Regions from separate parts of the Muntiacus reevesi genome. Here regions 1 and 3 are each linked to region 2. A link is a contact called in public Hi-C data. All regions are on one chromosome and are shown on one strand. The core of a region is the stretch at or near the end of the contact, and the rest is flanking DNA. Distances in the headings are between cores, read along the strand shown. Region 1 holds the start of PGM2L1 (phosphoglucomutase 2 like 1). Region 2 holds the start of PPME1 (protein phosphatase methylesterase 1). Region 3 holds the start of UCP2 (uncoupling protein 2).

Region 1 (3,995 bases), core at 807-3,306, 180 kb after region 2:
TTTTTTCCTACTAGGCTTCCTCCTCCCTAATGAACCAAAAACAGAAGAGTAATCTGTAAATCTTCACTTTTGTATCCTTCCACAGCAAGGAACTATATTCACAGCAGGCAATAATAAAAACTGGCAAAATGGATTTAAAGTTATTCACATTTTTCACATCCTTGTAATCAACGGGATACCACAGATTTTGCATATGACTGAAAAAGGTGTGTGTACATATGTATTTTTTGTATAAATGGGCAAATCCTACAAAAAGGGTGTTAGCTCTCTAGTAGCTCATTCAGAACATTCTGGAGCCTTGCTACCCAAAGTGTGGTCCACAGACCAGCAGCATTGGTATCACTTGGGAGTTCATTATGAAGCAGAATCTCACACCACACCCCAGGCTTCATAAATCACAATCTGCATTTAAAGATCTCCAGGTGTTCTGCATGCACTTCAAGAGTTTGAAATGCACTGGTTTAGATTCCAGAGGAAGAATTAGAATGTCCAAGATACATATGACCACGTAATACTTAAACAAGTAATTGCATATTTGCTGGTCTTCCTTATTTGCTGACTTATTTTTGAGGGTAGGAACCCTTTCTAGCCTCCTCACCACTAGCGTACCCTGGACCCAACAGGCCCTGAAACATTACCCAATGCTCAATCGATATTTTTTGCTGAATGCATGAATGACTGAACAAAGTGAAAATAAAACTTTTTCAGAAGGCTAATAATCCTTTAGGAAGCTGAATAACATGATTTCACATATGACCACATTAATTCTTTAATTCAGTATTATTAATTCTATTTAAAATACGTTGCCGTCTCTACTTCAACAAACGCATTTAATATACTCGACAAAGCAAAAGCTTGGATAATTTTCCTCTATTGGAGCTAAGGGCCTCTTTTACAAGTGAGATGGCTGCATTTTAATACTAGCTCTCATATATCCATGCCATATGCCTCCGTAAGATGAAAACACCGCAACAATTTGGAGAGAGTACGGGTCGGGGAACAGAGGAGGAATGGATACAAGTCTGTATCATCGCATGAAACCTGGAAAACGTGATTTTTGGAAGAGGACACCTTCAGAAAATAACTTCTGGCCAGCGGAAAAAAGAGAACCCTTATCTTTCTCAAGAGCAAAAGGTGGTATTAGAGAATACACGGGAGCGGGAGCGATAAAAGACCAGCGACTACCTAGCGACGTAAGCTAGAAACACACCAGACCAGCGCTAAAGCAGATAGTGGTTAGATATCGTCCCAGAAGGTGGAAAAAAAAAACAACAAAAAACACCCACTTTCAGATTTGCAGAGAAGGAAGTCAAGGGAGAAGAAAGGGGAAAGGAAATCTCTCTATTAAGGGTATAACTTACAATGATGATGATGAAGATAATTTTTTTTTTTGAGAAAAGAGACACGACATACACTTGAAGGGGGGCGGGACGGGGGGAGGAAGGAAGGTAGTAATTTCTCGCCTTGCCCAGCTCAGATGGCCCCAGGGAGGCAGCCCAGGCAGAGGTGGGTGGCAACGCCCAGCTCCGCTAGCTCCCGCCGCCTGGCCTGAGCCATCTCCCCCAACAGCCTGCCGAGCACCGGGTGGGGACGGGCAAGGGCGTACACCGTGTGGGAGGACGTGCAGGAGGAGCGGGAGGATGCCCTGCCGACCAGGTACCCACCTTATCCCAACGGAGCCACTGCCCGATGGCTGTGTCTAGCTGAGGGTCCCCAGTGTGATAAGGGGCGTGGAGCAGGTTGGAGTTCAGGTCCCCCTCTGCGTTTTCAGTCATGGCAGCCAGTCTGGGGTGCGTGACTGGGGATCCAGCCAAGACACAGAGCTGGAGGAGCTTGACGTGCGCTCACCGGGATCTCGACGCCCCCTCCTCACTGAAAGGCATCGGAGACCAACCGCAGGACTTTTGTGCCAGGTCCTGCCGCAGCTTTGAGGAAACAGGAGAGAGGAGGGACGCGGCCGCCTACTTCCCACTAGACGAGCTCCTGGTCTCTCTGGGCGAACGGACTGAGGCGGTCCCACCTCGAGAGAACAACAGTCCCAGATGTCTGGGTTGTGGCCGCCGCCGCTACCGCCGCCCTCTCAGCTATAGGCCCCGCCCTCGCGCCTCTGGCCCCGCCCCTTCCCAGCCGATTTAAGCTCCCGGGACTCGAGGCGCGAGCCGGGAAGCGCGCTCCCGACGCCTTCCCAGCGGCGCGAGTTAGTACCCTGCTGCGGGGTGAGGAATAGGGGCAGGACCATTTTATTTCTTAATTTGCCTTTTTCCACATGTCTTATTCTTGTTACAATCCCCACCCACCCCCACGCGTCTCCTTTTCTGCACCAGACGCCATGTCCACCACTCTGAGCGCCCGTCGTTTTTTTTGTGAATGCCCATGGCGCGCGAAGGGCCCCTCCTGCTTCGTCTTGGGGAGCGCGCCTGGCGGGAGAGTGCGAGGGCTGTCCCCGCATGGCCTCACGGGAGTTGTAGTTCTTTTTTTTTCTCTCCCCCTAGAGGCGTGTAAAGACCACCGCAGACTACAACTCCCAGCAGCTCCTTGCCCTGCGTTTTCTCAAAGGAAAAAAGCTACACCTCTAGGCTGTTCCCTATAGAAACGCCCAGTCCGCGTTAGGTCCACTGCAGTTGTGTCCCTGGGCTTCAATTAGATTAAACACGGGCAGGTGCAGGAAGGGTACAGCTGATATCTATTCAGTGCTTTACAGTTTACGAATCGCCTTCTGTCGTCTAAACCATCGTGTGACGGAGTGAAAAGGAGGTGATCCATTCTCATTTTACACACAAAGTGGAAGCTGCCTCTGAGTGAACTGACTTTTTCAAAGAGGCGGAATTCAAAAGTAGTCGAACGAGCAATCCAACCTCATTTCAAGTCTCAGGTGGCAGATCATTTTGCTCTGCTGCTACAGTGGACTAGGAGGTAGGGAGAACAAGATAACTGGGGAGGGGGGGGGGCGGGGAAGCAACCAAGTTGTGAAAGAGGGAAGATGTGTCAGCATTTAACCATAACACAAGAATGAATTAGCGTTAGCGTGCAAAAAGCACTGGCAATAGGAATATGGAGCAAGAAGAAAGACTGAAAAGAAATAGTCTTAAATTTCTCTTTGTTTTGCCCTCCTCTCTTCTACAGAATGTTCACCTTTCAAGTCACAGAACAGGTGTGGGAGATGCTGACAAGTGCTTGCCTGTCATACACAGCTGCTCCTGAGTCTCTTGGTGTAGCTTCTTAAACAGTGGCTCTAGGATTTTAACCAAGTGACTCTTTCTTTCGTCAGTTTTTTGCAAGGAGAGTGTAATAGTATTTACACCTTGGCTGCAGTAACTTAAATGGCTTTAAAGTACTTGGAGGTTCACAGATAAAAGATATAATAAATTCAAAGAATTACTTTCCTTTAAAAATGCCATTTACCATAATAAAATCCCAAATACCAAGGTATAGAAAGATTGTAGTACCCATCCCTGAAAAATAGTGTGCCATAGTTGGGAATTACAGTTTTTGCTAGTCAGTTAAGTATTTCCTTTACAGAATCAGCAGGTTCTTTTATTCACACTAGGCCTGGGAAATACACATGAGTCCTGGAGAAAAATTCATCATTCACTATCATCACTATTATTGTCTGTGATGAATGTTAAGTAAACATGTACTCTCTGTGAAGTTTTATGCTAGGGGCTGAGGCTAAGAGAAAGTATATAATAAAATTGTTCATTGCAAAAAATAAAAAAATGAAAAGAATGAAATCTGTCTGGGAAGACCATATGTATACAAGAAAAGAGCTCATGATAAACAGCAAGTGCTTGCCGCAGACAACTGTTAAGAACTTAAGAGTGTGAGGTAGTCGGTAAGAGCATCAAGTGGCAGAAGGGACTAGCAATGGGCTTTAAAGGACAAAAAATTAATAAGTAGAGAAAACGGTAGAGGGCAGGGTCTCCCTAGGAGTTTGTCCTCTGGGACAGTGCCCCAGAGACTCTGAATCAGTACATTGGGATAGGGCCTAGGTACTT
Region 2 (3,874 bases), core at 967-3,466:
AATCCTGACTTTCTATAAAGCTTTCCTTTAATGACGCTGATTGTCTTCCCCTTCACTGTATCTTTTAACCATGACTTACAGGAAGTTTAAGAACTTATTCCAATATTACACACACCTTTCTATTCTTCTCACTTTGCCTTTGGAGAGTGGTCATGCCTCAACAAGAAAATACACTGAAGTCTATCAGATCAGAAATTTATATAACTAATTCTTTGGATTTCTGAGAGAACACCCCCTCTGCTTTCTTGAGTGAAGACCCACCATAATATTTATGAATAAGTAGCTTCAATACAAAAATTATACACAGGCGTGTGCACAACTATTACTGTATATGCACACGGTATAATGAGAAGGACATTAGCATGTTATTTCAATATTGATTTTCCTCCTATCAACCAAATATACTTGACTGGTTTGAGATAGGTAGCACAGCACTGAACACTTCCACACTTCTGTTTCATATCTTGCATCATTCCTGGAAGGAAACACATTGCCTCAAAACTGCCTTAGTTATCTTTAAACAGCAGATAAGATTCATTTCTAGACTGCAGCTTTAGTCCTCAACCCAGGGGCCTAATGCACTATCACTATTCCAAATACCTCTTTGCCTATAATGTAAAAGGCAGAGTCACCCAGTTTTTGTTTCAAGGCAGCTCTGCAGAGATTCAATTTTGTTTCCTGATCTGCCCTGGGTTCCCAGGGTGACTATTCTTGCTGAAGCTAACATTCCCCTGGTCTCCTGGTGAGCTTGCGTCTCCTGAAGTGGACTAAACTGATAAAGTCCTCCTGTTAAACATTTTCACCATCTCAAATCCTTCAGAGATCTTCATATCCTCACCCCCTACCACACTGTCAATCCCCAGTCTTTATTTCTCTCTCCTCCATAACTGGCTTTTCTCTACTCCCATCTGTAGCCCTTCGTGATTCATAATTGCCTCACACCTCAGTCATTCAACTAACATTTATCGAGTCCTGTTGTGTGCTAGTTTTGGGGGATTCAGTAAGGCCTAAAACGTGATCCTTGCCTACTTAGGATTACCGACATACTCTCCAACTTGTTTTTCTTCCAGTCCCATAGGGACCTGCAAAGCTCTACGTCCCCTTTTCCTGCCCCCACACGTTTATGAAAAACATTCCTAAGTCACGAGGATTTAAGGTACAGCACAGTGACTATAACGGTAGTGTACTGTATATTTGAAGGTTGCTAAAGAGTAGATCTTAAACGTTCTCTTCAAAAGAAAAAAAAAAATTGTAACTATGTATGGTAACGGATGCTAACGAGACAACTGGCAATCATTTCGAAATATATACAAATATCCAATCCAAATGTACACCTGAAACTAACTTAATGTTATATGTTAATTATACCTCAATTTTTAAAAAGTAAAAACCAAAACAAAACCTACAATTTTTTCGTTCTCTTCCTTTGGAAGTATCTCCTTTTAGCCCTCCCCTCATTCAAGTCATTCACCCACTTTGCCCCCTAGTCCAGCCCCTATACCGTTTCCATTCGCTGGAGGGTCAAATGCTCTCTTTTAAGCTTCCGATGCCGTTGTTTATTTTCCCTCCGCAAATCTCTTCCCCGCTTTTTTAACAGGCGGCTGTGGGAGGTCTTCCTAGAAAGCCTAGCGCCCCGCTCCACGAACTCCGCCCAATCGCCCAACTACGCTTTCTTCCACCTTTGGTCGCTCAGATTACCTCTCTTCTTGCGGCTACGGCCTCCCCCAGGCCCCTGAACTTTTCGTTGCTTCATGACGATCCCGAGCTTTTCACCAACTCAACTACGGCTCCAGCACCTAAGCTGTAGCCTCCCGCCATCCCTTCCCAAGGCGCTAGCGTTCCCCGGCAACCGGCGCCGCTGGGCAGCCTGGGAGGCAGGAAGAAGTGGTTCTTTCTTTAACAGTCTCTGGAAAGCGACGAGAAAAGAAGGCGCCAAGACTCTTTCCCACCAGTAGACTACAACACCCAGGATGCTTTGCCACGCTACCTCTACAGGGTTGAACGCGGTTGCCTCCAACTGCGCAAGCGCAGGATGCCGTCTTTGAGGACTCCATTTCCCAGGGTACATAGGAGCGCTTCTCTTTCCGGCGAAGGTCGTGGAATTCTCTCGTAGGGGTCTGAAGGGTCAGAGACTCCGTTACCCAGCTCCCTTTGTAGAGTGTTCCTGCGCACTTCCGGTGGAAGTGCTGGGGCGAGGGGGTGGAGTTTACAGAGCCGGTGGGCGGTGCTGCCGGTAGCTGGGTGCTGTCTAAAGGCTACAGGGCGTCGCTAGGGGAGCGAGCTGTGACCGGTTGGGCCGCACTTAGCGTGGGACGAAGCTTCGGCTACTGTTCGACTACCTGTGGCTTGCCCTTCATGTCGGCCCTCGAGAAGAGTATGCATCTTGGGCGCCTGCCCTCTCGCCCTCCACTACCCGGCAGCGGGGGCAGTCAGAGCGGAGCCAAGATGCGAATGGGGTACGTGACCCGTACCCCTTCTCCCTAGAGGCCCGGCCCCGACCGTTGGAGAATGGTGGCTCTCGGCCTTTAGAGTGGCATGGCAAGGCAGGCTAAGGATTGAGAGAATGTTGGCGGCGGCCTGGAGACGTTTACATGAAGTAGAAGGCAGATCTGGGGACGAGGGGAGGCACAAGTCACTGGAAATTAAAGGGCAAATAGTATTGGAGGGAGACGGGAATGAGGCAGAGATTGAGGAAGCTGAGAAGATAGTTTAAGAGATGTATGAGGCACCTCAGAAGAACGGTTGGAGGTTTGAGAAAAGGAAAAAGAGTTGTGACAAACGTGGAGGGAAATCTTTCAGGGATGCTTGAGGGAAATGGGAAATGACTAAGTGAAAAGTTGAGGGAAATTAGGAGAAGAACTAGGGAAAGATTTGGGAGGAGTAAATCCTATCTAGTTTCTGTGAGAACTAGATAATAGAAAGAAGCTGGGGGAAACAGGGGACACCGGAGGCAAGGTTGGAGAAGGAAAGAGAACTAGGGAGCAGAAGGTTCTGGAGAGAGTTTCTAAAGGTGAAGAGGCATATTCAGGGAGTGAGCAAGTGACTTAGAGATTAGGTCTCCTAAGGGGTGCTGAGAAAGTGTGGGGAATAGGCCTAAGGAAAGATGGAGAACATAGCCAGGAAGACTGTTAGGGGTGACAGGAATGTGCTGAGAAGTAAGGGTAAGGAGTAAGGGGAGGAGTGATGAGGGAGAGCACGCAGGGGTTTAGAGAGTGACTGTGGGCTCCAGAGATTGAGAAATGAGTAGGAATAGGGTTTAACTCATGGCTTACTGCAGAGAGAAGGTCTGGAAAGGTTAAAGAGGAAGATTTGGGCAATTGATTTTTGCAGGGCAAGTAGGTCTGGTGGAAGTTATGTACTGGTCTGATAAAACTCAGTGAAGTGTTGAGAGTAGCAGCTTAAAATGTTTTGGGGAAAACCACCATTTACTGGAATGGGAGGAGTTGTGTTGGCTTTTGGAATTTTAGGTTGTTGAATGAGCTGGGCCAGGTTGGGGCATCTAAGATGTAGGAGAGAGAGTGTAATGAGTTGAACCTGGGAGAGGTAATTGCTCGAAAATAGGTAATTGATCAGGTAGTCGGTTTTGAGGTGTGTTTGTAGTATCAGACAGGATTCTGGAGACTAGTGACTGTAAGAGATAGAAAAAATATTTAGGTATGTGGTAATCAAGAGTGTGTATTTGGAATTCTAGAGATGGATTGATAGATATTCTTGGAATAAGGACAGGAGAAAAAAAATTTTAGGTTCTGAAGAAGTAACATGTACAAAAGCTTACCAAAAAGGAGACGAAGATAGGAGATACAGTGCTATGAAAACAGGTCCTAGGAATGGAGAGAAAGGAGAATCCTGTAAATTAAAACAGTAGGGTAGAGGG
Region 3 (3,712 bases), core at 855-3,354, 150 kb before region 2:
TTCCGGAACCCCCACAGTCCCTGCCCTGACATTCTCATCCCCCAGGAAGTGCTCCACACCTTTCCTCATCCCTCTGGCAGATTCTATTAGCTCTTACTTCTCAGAGCAGCCCTGTGAGGGAGCTTAGTAAGAGTCCTGTCTGCAGGCTCCAAAGCTTGTACAATTTGCTTTACACTGGAGGCCAGGTCATTTCTTTCCTGTTTTCTCAGCCCTAGGCACAGGCAGGACCTTTCATGAGGAAGTCCAACATCCCAGTTCTCTTGTGACAATATGACAGTTCTGAGAAGGTTCAGGCAAAAAAGGCATCCCTTCTGGACATCGGAGACATGATAACAACATGAGTCAATCAATTCCTGACCTTGATCTAGGTTGCAATGTGTTGTGAGGGTCAGAGAAATATAAGACCCAGCCCATCTTGGAGACAAGTGCAAAGGCTAAGTTGCCATTTTGAATATTGCCTTGGGTTTGCCATAAGTCAGGTCCTTCAGAGGCATAGGTATGGGAAGCAAAGGTCCCTGTGCTAAAGACCCTACTAAGAAGATTAAATTAAACTAAGGCCTAATGGGAAAGAATTAATCATATATTACTCACCAACAAATAACCACTTTCACCTGATTATCACAGTCTTAGGGACAGACCAAAACACACATCTGATTCCTAATTGAAATCTCAAGGGTAGTCAAAAGCTTGAGTCAACAATATGTATTTAGAACACTAGGTTCGCCTCTGTTGCTGATTTCCTGGAGCTAATCACTGTTCCACTGCGGCCTCACTGTCCTCCTCTGTAACATGGGGATTACACTCCTTGGCTTGTCAGGGTCAGTTTAAGGGCCAGAAGAAGACTAAGGATATAGGAAAGTGCTTTGTGAGCTCTAAGAGTGACTTTACGGGGATGGTGGTGCTAGTTATTTTTGTTAATATCCTACTGACCCTGTCCCCAGACCACCGGGCTGAGGCAGTAGAAGACTCCTCCCTTAGACTGGACTCTTACCCGGCTTTGTTGGGTCCCACGCTGAGGCCTTCAAGGTCAAGCTTCTCTAAAGATGTCCCGTTCTTCAAAGTTGCCAGTGGCTATCATGGCCTGATCCCTTTGGTTTTCCATAGAAAATGGTTGGTAGACGAAATACCTAATGGTCATACTATGTGTCCTGTAGAGCAAAGGAGGTGAGTTTAGAAAGGGAAATGGGCCTTAAAAGGACTACAAACCCAGTAAAAGGAAAAAGCCATCTGCCCAAGGCACCTTAGCGTATTCAGTCCTTGCCTGGGGGATGTGAGGGTAGGGAACAGGGTCCATTTCCCACAGGGCAGCTGGGGACTAAAGTCCACACAGTGGAGAAGAGGGACAGACACACGGGAGGAAGAGATGAACCCAGAAGTCCTCCCTCCCCGGTCTGACCTATTAGTATCACACATTGCTCTTTCAGATTTCTGCTTTAGTGTAATTCAGTACTCTGGGGAAGCATCCCACAACACAGCAGACTCTGGTGAGTGGACGTGCTGGAAGTGAGGTGGGGACGGGGCATCAGGATGGTTCAGAGACTAGGGTCCAGAGCAGGGCTTGAAGAGGTTAGAGAGGTTGGAATGGGCCCAGCGGAGGCCATATCAAGCAGCTCAAAGCTCCTACCAGCAGAAAGAGCTCTAGGAAGGCCTGTAGCCGCCTGGAATGGGAGAGGTCCTTCTGATCATCGCTGAAGGCCCCATACCCTGGCAGAGGAGAGGGCTTATATTACAGCCTTTTGAGCGCGAGAGGTAAAGAACAAAGGCAAGACAGGAAAAGAGTGAAAGAAGAGAGATTAAAAAAAAAAAAAAGACAAAACGGTAAAATACAAAATAGGGTGGGAGGCGAGGAGGGAAATTAAAGGTGGCGCGTGGGTCCCCTTGGCCGGAGTGGCGGGAGGAGGGCAGGTGTTGCGGGTGCAGGACTGGGGCGGGCCGGGGTCGGGCTCACCGGGCCGCAAGGAGAACAAGCGGGTACTGGCAGTTCTGTCGGTCGGCGGGCGGAGGGCGCGTCCACGGAGCGCAGACAGAACTCGATCCGAAGGCGCGGCCGGCGGGGCTTGCAGAGAGGTAGGAAGAGGGTGCCCTGAGACTTAGATCTCGGGGCGGAGCCTGCTGGGCGGGGGCGGAGCCTGCTGGGCGGGGCGGGGCCTACGGGCTCCGAGGACTGGGCGGCGACCCTTTAGCAGCAGAGACCGCCACGCCCAAGGTCGTCTTCGCGCCTTCTTTCACTCCCATTTCCGGGCTTCGGGCCCCGCGTCAGCCCTTTTGTACCCCATAGGGTTCCCCCTCGCCCCGCCAACCTCATTGTGAGGATGGCAAGACTGACGCGCGGGAAGAAGCAGAGGGCTGCCCAGGGTCATACACGCCTCTGGCCCCTAGCCGCGGCTCTAACAACGCCCAAAGGCTCGGGCAGAAGAGCACGCCGTGCTTTCACGGGCCCAGTTCGCTACCCGCAACTCGGCCACCCGTGTTTCTGCCAACCGCTCGCTCTCCCCAGGCGCCAGCGCGGGCTCTCTGGGGCGGGGCCTCCCGACAGGCCTCGCAGCAGCAGGTGGCCTGTCACCGCCAACGGCCGTTGGGCGCAGCTGCGTTTCCTGCCGCCTGAGGGCTCTGTCCTGGGTTCCCGGGGGACTTCTGGACGGGGCGGGGGTACCGACCGTGGCGCTCCCGCCCCCACTTACAGACGAGCCGACGGGCTGGCGCCCCTGGAGTGAAAAGCCGGAGTGAGAAGGCCGAACAGGGCTTGGATGTGCTGCGTGCTTAGGCCCCAGCATGAGAAAGGGATGGTAGGCGAGGAACCTGGCCCCTCAGGTGGCTGGTGGTCTTTTGGTGGTGAGACATGTAAACAACCGGTAATTGTGTCTTGTGGCCGGACAAACACGTGCACATGGAGTGTAGAAGGACTCTATGTTCGCCCTTGGACTCTTGTGTCCCTACTTTTGTGTACCTTCTGTCCCCCACTGCCTCTTTTCAGCCTTGTAGGCTGTCTGGGACTGTTGTGAGAAATTGTGGACGTTGTCTGCCATCCTAGTAAACAAAGTTGCCCACCGTCTCAGTTCTGTAATGCTCTGGCTATTAGCCACTGTAACCACCCAACCACAGTGAGCCCTGAGAGGAATTCGGGATGGAGGAAAACAGGAAGCATTCTGTGCTTTGGGTACTACTGGCCTTCCATAGTTAAGATGCATACCTAAGGAATAATTGAAATGAATCCAGATTATTACATTTTCCTGTATACAGAAAACCACTAAAATCATTAATTTGAGATGTCTGTTCTTTATGATTGACTAATTTTTTGATGTTCAACTACATTTTTTTTCCAGCAAAATATTTATCTTGGCTTTTCTCTTAACCTCTTTTAAATATGTCCTCAAAGGTATCTGAGAGGCCCTCTCGTGGGCTATCTCCTTCAGTAAGATTCCCGGGTAAAGTTTAACTGGTTACTTTCAGGTGTGTGTTTTTCTTCAATTGCAGCTGTTTGGCCTGCTGTTGAAAGTACCCTGGAAGGTGTAATGGGAGGATCTGGGAAGATGAACATTTAGTGTGTGCAGTTACTATGTTCAGGTTCCTTGTGGACACTTCTGCATAACCCTGTGAGGCTGGTATAACCTATGATCTACAAATGAGTGCCAGAGAGGTTAAATCATCTGCCTGATGTCACACTTTCCTAAGTCCAGTACTTGTGCTCAGTCGACCCATTGCCAGCCCATGG

Evidence for each region. A called contact is a pair of places that touch in the nucleus more often than the background predicts.
Region 1: a Hi-C map of blood shows a contact between it and region 2, with 1.9 times the contacts expected there. The contact joins the promoter of PGM2L1 here to the promoter of PPME1 in region 2. A contact is called at or near these places in 2 of 3 Hi-C or Micro-C datasets (blood and muscle).
Region 3: a contact with region 2 is called in a Hi-C map of muscle, with 3 times the contacts expected there. The contact joins the promoter of UCP2 here to the promoter of PPME1 in region 2. A contact is called at or near these places in 2 of 3 Hi-C or Micro-C datasets (blood and muscle).

What each region holds. Positions count from the first base shown.
Region 1 is chr9:37,591,878-37,595,872 of mMunRee1.1, reverse strand. It overlaps PGM2L1 (phosphoglucomutase 2 like 1), which reads right to left and starts at 2,056. Exons shown (of 14, transcript XM_065944454.1): 1 at 1,665-2,056. The coding sequence starts at 1,775.
Region 2 is chr9:37,769,754-37,773,627 of mMunRee1.1, reverse strand. PPME1 (protein phosphatase methylesterase 1) reads left to right here and starts at 2,216. Exons shown (of 15, transcript XM_065943891.1): 1 at 2,216-2,456. The coding sequence starts at 2,356. C2CD3 (C2 domain containing 3 centriole elongation regulator) reads right to left here and starts at 2,015. Exons shown (of 33, transcript XM_065945598.1): 1 at 1,699-2,015. The coding sequence starts at 1,753.
Region 3 is chr9:37,924,311-37,928,022 of mMunRee1.1, reverse strand. UCP2 (uncoupling protein 2) reads right to left here and starts at 2,104. Exons shown (of 8, transcript XM_065945601.1): 1 at 1,949-2,104; 2 at 992-1,148. It also overlaps the pseudogene LOC136175756.